Regions from separate parts of the Mus musculus genome. Here region 1 is linked to region 2. A link is a contact called in public HiChIP or PLAC-seq data. All regions are on one chromosome and are shown on one strand. The core of a region is the stretch at or near the end of the contact, and the rest is flanking DNA. Distances in the headings are between cores, read along the strand shown. Region 1 has its middle 170 kb from the start of Gm40418. Region 2 has its middle 4.0 kb from the start of Gm34381.

What was found. HiChIP or PLAC-seq counts read pairs in DNA pulled down with a chosen protein or histone mark.
Region 1: a contact with region 2 is called in an H3K27ac HiChIP or PLAC-seq map of SST interneurons, with 5 times the contacts expected there. The contact joins two enhancer-like sites. A contact is called at or near these places in 1 of 15 datasets of contacts at CTCF or cohesin (the NIH/3T3 cell line) and 2 of 115 datasets of contacts at active chromatin or transcription factors (SST interneurons and embryonic basal ganglia).

What each region holds. Positions count from the first base shown.
Region 1 is chr12:49,949,244-49,953,550 of GRCm38.p6, forward strand. No RefSeq gene overlaps it. Among named protein-coding and RNA genes, the nearest start is that of Gm40418, 170 kb to the right of the region's middle. Within about 2 kb of position 1,903, at least 22 of the 459 cell types and tissues checked have an H3K27ac peak or open chromatin away from gene starts, as enhancers often do. A contact at or near this core is called in SST interneurons, where this site is marked.
Region 2 is chr12:49,446,660-49,450,891 of GRCm38.p6, forward strand. No RefSeq gene overlaps it. Among named protein-coding and RNA genes, the nearest start is that of Gm34381, 4.0 kb to the right of the region's middle. Within about 2 kb of position 2,967, at least 12 of the 459 cell types and tissues checked have an H3K27ac peak or open chromatin away from gene starts, as enhancers often do. A contact at or near this core is called in SST interneurons, where this site is marked.

The DNA of each region.
Region 1 (4,307 bases), core at 653-3,152, 500 kb after region 2:
CCCCAGCCGTTCTGTCTGCATTAGCCACTCTTGCTCTGGCTCCATCGACCTGTCAGAGCCATCACAGTGATTGACTGCCCCGGCAGATGTGCTGCTATAACAGGTAACTTGATCATCCAGACCCATCTGTCTCTAAGTCCTCTTCAATTCACACTTTGAAAAATATTAGAGGTTGGGAGGGGTGGAATTCTTTGTTGTGATTTTTTTCTTTTAAAAAGTAGGCAATCTGTATTTCACAGAGAGGTTATCCTCCAGTAACTGAATGGGAATATAGTGCTTTTGAGTTCTTTATTGATATGAGCTTCTTCCAGGGTATATTACTATCAACATTTTAAATTGGCCAACAAGATCTGGGAGCTTTGAAAACCTGGTTTCCAAAACACAATCTAAAGTTAAGAAGCAAATTTTAAAGAACAACCGTGATAATAATAGAGTGATGTTTCAAAGATAAGTTTCCCGTATGAGTGAGACAGATGGGCTGGTTGTGTATAGAGAGGAAAGGAATCTCAAACAGCAAGAACAGCCCAGTGTCTTCTCTTCAGTACCTATAGCCTGGCAAATATTGTGACATCATTAAGTTGAATTGCCTATTTCAGATGGGTCTGGAATGAGAATGGGCGAGTCAAGTCAAGTGTCACTCTAATATACAGGGAATTAATGGTCCAGTGTCACAATTTCTGATAATTACGTTTTACCAAAATATTTTGCTGTGCTTGTGTGCAGAACATTTCACTCTACAAGTCAACACCAACAGTGCAACACTGGACAGGGCCTCTTCATAGCTTCTGTTAAGGGAGAATATGGTCTTGAGGAGATCAATCACTGACAGGTTTCTATTTCTCAGTAAAGTCTATTGCTGCCTAACCATCAAGGGATGAACATGGGTTGAGAATGACATCTAAGGAAAAGTACCATATCAAAGACATGGAGCACGGAAGACTGAAAGGCCACTGACAAGCAAGCGAGTGAACTGATTTTTCAAATAAAAGAAATAAATATACCAATTAGTCTCATAATGCTATTTGCAGAATCTAAAAACACAATGGAAGATAAAGATTAGATACAGAGAGTCTTTGTTTTTCAATGCTTTGGCTTGTTTCACAAGCTATCTACACTCAGACAAATTTATTTATTTATTTATGAAGTTGGGATATACCAGGACTCATTATTTTCCCAATTTCAAAATAATTTTGGAATAAATAAATTCCCCAAAGTTCTTTTTCATGGCCAAGTTATTTAAATGAGTTCTGTTCATAATTTGTCATTTTATTTACGGGCCAAATTCCATAATTTTTATGAAAATGAACAATATTTAGTCTTCACAAGTTTGGAAGAGATAGAATTCTCAGTTTTAATTTCTCAGTGAATATTCTTTCTCTTTTTCTGTGACCTCAGGGAGGTTCTATTTTGCCCTTGGTCACCCTTGAACGGTGGAGTGTGTAGTCATCATTTGTTTGGAATAAAGCTGTTGAATGTGGTGGAGTTTACTTGTTATTAATTGTGGCTGCTTCATTTTGTTTAACAAGGCACTCTGATTCTTCCACTGTCTACCTAAAGGGGAAAAGCTACATATTTGAAATGTAAATCTATCCAGAATTTAGTGGGCGTTGAGAACATGCTGGGACACTTGAAGGGACAACTGAGTCCTCATAGAAATTACTTTGAATGATGACTGTGGTGGCAAATGTTGACAATCATAGCCTGGGGTGGGGAGTGTTAAGACAGAATAACAGGTCAAAGCCAGGCTGGGCTATATAACATGATATCTTGCCTTAAAATCTTATTTCTAGCAAAATTTATCATTTTGAGATGAAAAAGTTAAAGGGGAAATGCTCAGTGTTCAGCAGTGTTCGCCTTGAAGATCGTACAGTTGCCTCTTTAAATGAAATGATTTTTTTCCTAGCCCTGCAGACTACAGGTTTCCCAAGCCACGGATTGTGGCATGCGAGTGTTCCCGATAAGGAATGAGGTTCTTTTTTAAAACTCTCAAATATTCATCTTCCACATCATGTAACTCACATTCTTAAAAAATGACTGAAGACTTTTCTTGTTTCCATGTGGTTCCTGCTTTCTAAATTCTGTTGCTTGTTTTCTCCTTGGAGTTCTAAATGTTGCTTTAACATCTTTAGGTGTGATATAGATAGATTTAGAGTGATGCAGTTAGCAAGTCTCTAGCTGTAGCTTTAAAATACATTTGAAAGCCTTCTTTTGGAAGAAAACAAGCACTCTCAGAGGAAAGTTACACTTTATTTTGGAAGCATCTCTTGCAACTTTTCTTCCCAAAGGTGTTGAATTTACTATGATTATTAACACGTGTAATTAATTCTATCTAAGCTTTTCCCTGTACAGTATGTCAATAGTAGTGTGTCCTTTGAACACCATGAATACTAAAAAATTTTTCAAGAGATATTTAGATCTATTTACTGAATCAAACACACTTGAGTGATTGAGACACCGTCTTTTTACATAATGCTTACACCATACAATGAGCTTGGGCACAGTTTGCCTCTAAGTTCTACTATGTAACCACAGTCCTGCATTCATCTCAACCCTGCTCTGGTGAATTTTTTCCCTCCAAATAATTATAACTGAAGAAAGAAATCAGCATACGCATAATTTTAGCAATTTATAACAGGAAAAGTGGCTTCTACTTATTTGAAGTTAAAGTTGTGTATTCAATTATTGTTAGCAAGCACTCCACCTACTGGCTCATATGCTGCCAAGCAAGCAATCCGTGATGCAAGGCAAGTCCCCAGTAGCAAAAGATACTTTCAGCTCTGTGGCATGAATAGAACTGCAGCTTCCTGATTCCCAGCCAGGGTCAGTGGTGAGTTGCCTTGCTGCTTGTCAGGGTTAGCAGAGTTCTTAATATTAGCACGGTGCGACTGACAAGTGAACTGTGAAGGAGCTGCTCAAGGGCAGCTCCCAGGGTAGGATGGTTCACTGGGAGATGGATTTTGTAATCATAACAACGGGAAACTACCCTACAGAGTGTCACACTGATATTTCTTTTCTTGATTCAGAGTCTATGTCATCCAGGCTGGCTTAGAATTTAAGATCCTCCTGCCTCAGCATCTCTAATTCAAAAATCACAGGCATGTACCAACATGTCCAGCTTCAAAATACTTTCTTTATAGTTATCTAGATAAAATATACATGTATACAAATATAGAGGCCAAGTGCCTTTGTATAAAACTGTTTTTAAATGAGATATTTAGTTTCACAGTGGGTGAGAATTATAGACTTGCATAGCAGTGTTTCCTTTCCACCAACATGCCATTTTGAATGATACAGTATTGCTGTAGCAATGGAGAAACATAAAGCTCAAAATTGTCTTTAACCATTGACCCCCAGCCTCATGAACTTTTTAGCTGAGCCGTTATCATAACGACAAATTATATGACAGACAAAGAGAAATTATTATTAGGTATTATAATGAAATCAAGAGAAATTGAACCAGCTTTGTCCCAAAATGTCAACATAAGTTATAAATCATCACCCTCTGCCCACCCCACCCACCAATGTCCATCTTGACATCTCTTTGGAAGGACAATTTACTGTGTAATTGTTACCTCTGTGCACATATTATGTTATGATTGAATGTAGCAATAAACATTAAAGCAATTAACGTGAAATAATGCAAGAGCAAGTCAAGGCTCGTGGGCTAGATATAAAGGCAAAGCATTGGGGATACTGAAAACAGTCCTGATGGGATATGAGCTGGAGATGATCTTCCCAATTCTGTCGCAGGGTGTTATATCGAGTAGAGCTGTAAAAAAAAAATGCTGAAAGGGGAATGTTTCACTCTAAGAAATGTTTCTTGGAGTCAGTCGTATTTTACCATCGGCTTCCCATCCTCTCCAGGATGAAGGAAGAACTATCATATGCTACTAATAGCAAAGGAAGGTCTCTTGACTCCTGAAAGTCTTGAAGTTTGTATTTAAACTGGAACACAATATGGCATCAAGGAATAAAACCTTTTTTGCACTAACGAATTCGTATGCACTGATACTGGAAGCGCTTTGTAACAGCTCAATCGAACTGCACCCCAGATGCATGGATGTCTCTTTTGGCTTTGCAAGGAAAGTTTTCACGGTTATTTGAGGGTGGGGGTGGGAGTAATCAGTTGCATTAAGCATTTACCCTGCAAAACAGAGACTGAAGAATCTTAACACATGACGACACAACAGAATTTACCTGACCCTTCCAAGCTAAGGAAAACAAGACAGAAGGTCCTCTAGAGAGGCGGTATCATATATATGTTCGGAGCCTGTGCTACCCATATGCTCAATAGGACTGTTGTATCT
Region 2 (4,232 bases), core at 1,717-4,216:
ATTTTCAAGGAGAGGTGTGCAAAATATTGACTTCTGAAGCCATGTTAGTACTGCAGTGGAAAGTGCAGTCTGGGACTCACTGGAACACATATCTCAGATACACTATGTAGATCCCTGATATGAGATTAAAATGATGGGCTCAGAGATTCCAGATGGAGGCCCATAATCATCTCCACAGCCAGGGTGAGCAGAGTCTCAAAAATAGGATGAATGTAAGCGGTGGTGCTCGAAGGGAAACAGAAGTATCAGGATCCAGTGACTGCTCAGAAACCCAGACACCTCAGAGGGCAGTTTTCCAGATCAGACAATGATGCTCTGCTGGGCAAGAATCATGGAGCTATGCCAGCAAAAAGGAGATCTTGGAGCTGAGAGACATCTGCAATTGGTCTTTTACTATTTTGTGGGTTCATCTTTATTCCCCGCCCCTTATCCTCCCAGTTTCACCCCATATTACTAGATAGGAAAGAAAGAAGGATACAGGGAGGGAGGAAGAGAGAGAGAAAGAGAGAGAGAGAGAGAGAGAGAGAGAGAGAGAGAGAGAGAGAGAGAGATCGAGATCTGAATTTAATTTCTCCTTGTTTTTCCTTTGAGTATGACTACTGACAAATTGGAACCCCTCTCTGATCCACAGCCCAATCCCCAACAATCACCTATGCTGGCTGGCTCTGAGGGCTCTAGCATTTACATTACCTCTGAAACATTCCCAGAATTCCAAATATCACACAATCATAGAAACTACCTGAAGATGGCAAAACTATGCCTCTGCTAGATCACAAAGAAAATCATTGTCAGCTGCTTTGAAACAGTCCCTTGTCCCCACACCTGGGATTAAAACAACAATATAATCTTATGATGTTACTGTTTTTTTTTTTGTTTGTTTGTTTTTCTTTTAAATTTTTTATTAGTTATTTTATTTATTTACATTTCAAATGTTATCCCCCTTCTAGGTTTCCCTCTGTAAACTCCCTATCCCACTCCTTCCCCTGCTTCTGTGAGGGTGCTCCCCCCACCCACCCATGAAGTCCCCCTTCATAGCCCTAGCATCATCCTACACTGGGGCATCAAGTCTTCACAGGACCAAAGGCCTCCACTCCCATTGATGCCAGACAAGACCATCCTCTGCTACATATGCAGCTGGAGACATGGGTCTCTCCATGTGTATTCTTTGGTTGGTGGTTTAGTCACTGGGAGCTCTGGGGGGGTCTGGTTGTTTTATATTGTTGTTCTTATGGGGTTGCAAATCCCTTCAGCCCCTTCAGTCCTTTCCCTAACTCCTCCATTGGGGTCCCTGTATTCAGTCCAATGTTTGGTTGCAAGCATTTGCATCTGTATTTATCAGGCTCTGACAGAGCCTCTCAGGAAACAGTTATATCAGGCTCCTGTCAGCAAGTACTCCTTTGCATCAGCAGTAGTGTCTGGGTTTGGTGTCTGCATATGGGGTAGATCCCCAGGTGGGGCAGTCTCTGGATGGCCTTTCCTTTAGTCTTTGCTCCACTATTTGTCCCTGTATTTCCTTTAAACAGGAACAAAATCTGTGTTAATATTTTTGAGATAGGTGGGTGGCCCCATCCCTCAAACTGGGGCTATGCCTAACCATTGGATATGGTCTCTACAAGTTCCATCTCCCCTTTGTTGGGTAGTTTAGTTAATGCCATCCATGTTGGGTCCTGGGATCCTTTTGCTTTCCTAACATGTTGTGACTTTCTAGTGTCTATCCCCAGTTTTCCATTCTCCACTGCTACACACCTTTTTTCAACTTCCTCACCCTCTGTACTTCTCCCCATCTCCTCCCATACCTAATCCTGCCCCCCCTTTCCCTCTCCTTCCTCTCTCCCTCCCAAGTCCCTCTCTCCCTCCCTCTCCCCGGATAATTTTGTTCCCTCTTCTAAGTAGGACTGAAGTATCCAAATTTTGATTCCTTCTTGAGCTTCGTTTGGTCTCTGAGTTGTATACGAAACCAAAATTCCAGAATTGTCACTACAGAAATCTTCTCTTGCTCTCCAAGAGTGAGATCCAGCAGGCAGTCTATTAGTGGGAAGCTATCATACACCTGTTTGAATTAATACAGAGCTGATGCTCTGAGAAACTATATTTTGTTAAGAGTGAGCCATGGAGACTTCAAAAAGCTGATCTATGCCTGTGTCCATAATGAGTAAAATTTTTACTTTTTAATTTATCCCTCTAAGATACCAATCCTGCTCTGTGGTATCAAAATGTTCTATCGGCAAGCATCAATGTAACTGCTTGATGGTGCAACTTCCAAATTTTTATTATTATGTAAAATTTTTAACTTTATGAAACTTTTCAGGAAGATTATTTGAAGTGAAAGACAAGAGCAACTTAAGCAGGACAGATGTCTTAAGATTTTATTTCAAAACCCAAAGGAACACCAACCAACTCAAATATAAAATTCTAAAAGGTGTGTGCCCATTATTTAAGAGACCAAAACACTCCTAAAAAAAACAAAGCACTATAGCATAAAATTTAGAAGGTTCGAGAAGAAGGTCTGTAATTTCAATGTGACTCCCTAATAATAGTACTTTACAGGACAAGTTTACAGTTCCCTTTAGTGATGTGAAGGGAGCTCACAAGCAGTCTCCTAAGAGATGACATTGAATAGATTCATTTTACTGAGTTTGAGTGCTTTATTTTTATTCATATGTAACTTGTCTTTTTTCATAAAGAAATATAGTTGAAACAAAACATCATGGGGATGTAGGAACCATTATAGCATTGCAACAAAGCAGGGTGCCTAATGCAAAATGGTGGGAGAGACAGTGTGAGGCTGTGCAAATATACAGTATGAGCCCACATACCATGAGAAGCTAACAGGCGGGGAAAGAAAAGTGGTGGTGGGGTCAGAGCATTTATTCCTGCTTGATAGTGGCATTCCTGCACTGAGAAAGTGAAAGAGCAGCCCCCACACTTCCAGCATGAGTCAGTTTTATGTCTCAAGCTGATTATAAACCATTCAAAGGAGACAGCCTCCCACAGCTGACTTTAGCTGTGATTAGAATAGAGAGAGGATGGTGGTTTACTTGGGCCACATGGCCTTGAAAGCCTCAAAGCCTGATCATCTGGTAAACCTGAAGTTTCTCCAGGACACCCCCCACCCCAAAAAAAGTCGTCGCCAAGGAAGTTTTCACATATATATTGTGGAAGTGAGTTCACTAGTCAAGCCAGCTACATGGAAGTTAGCCATACTTAACAAGAGGCACACATGCAAACATTTTATGAGCTAGGAGGCTTCATATTAATTTAATACCTCCAGGGATCAACTTTTTCTCCTTGGTAAGAGAAATGAATAACAGGTACTGAACTTCGGTCGTGGTTTTCTATATGAATTCCCAGTTTACTCATAATTAGAATTTTTATCAAATAATGTAAATTCAGGACTTCTTATCTATAAGGGGAGATTCTTTCCAATTAATGACATAGTCCTTGATGACCACATTCTAAGCAGAGATGCTTTGTAATGGTTGTAATGGAAGGTTTGGGAAGAAAATCCTTTCTTCACTCACACTTGTCAATGTGGAAACCAAATCAAAAGAGCACACAACCCAAAAGTTATAGAGTGACATCTAAAAGGAGATTAAAAAATTTGGAGATGTGGCTCATGTATAGGAGTTGTGTGGCCTAATTTTTCACAGCATCTTTGCAGTGTGGCTTGCGATGGCAAACATTTTAAAAGTAAGCAGAATTATTAAGGCTCCAGAGAGGCTTAAGATCCCATACACACCACTAACTTCACAATTCTGATGTCTACACGAATACAGCATCACTGTTCATTTTCCCTAACCTTGGAGGTTATGGCAAAATTAAGCTTATTTTCCATGCAAAGTAAAATGCAACAATGGCCACTACTCCATTCCACCTCCCACCTAATGTAAAACAAATAAAGCATATAATTAATACAGGAAGGTAATCCAGGATCCACGTAAGTGGCACTACACATTTCTTAAATGTCCTTCAAACCAAAGGTTTATAATGAGTGAGACAAGAAATTATAATTCACTCTATCAAAAAATCTGAAGAGGGAGGGAATATTTTTGCTATGCACAAGCTGAATCAAGTTAATGAGGCATCTAACATTGCAAAAAGAACGTTGTCTATAAATAAATTCAGTCTGATTGGGATGTATTAGTTGTCTGATAATATTCTGTAGCCTACAGATGCTTTGGGTAGAATGTAGATTTCTCAGAGGAGGCCAGTGAAATTATTCTGGCAAAGTG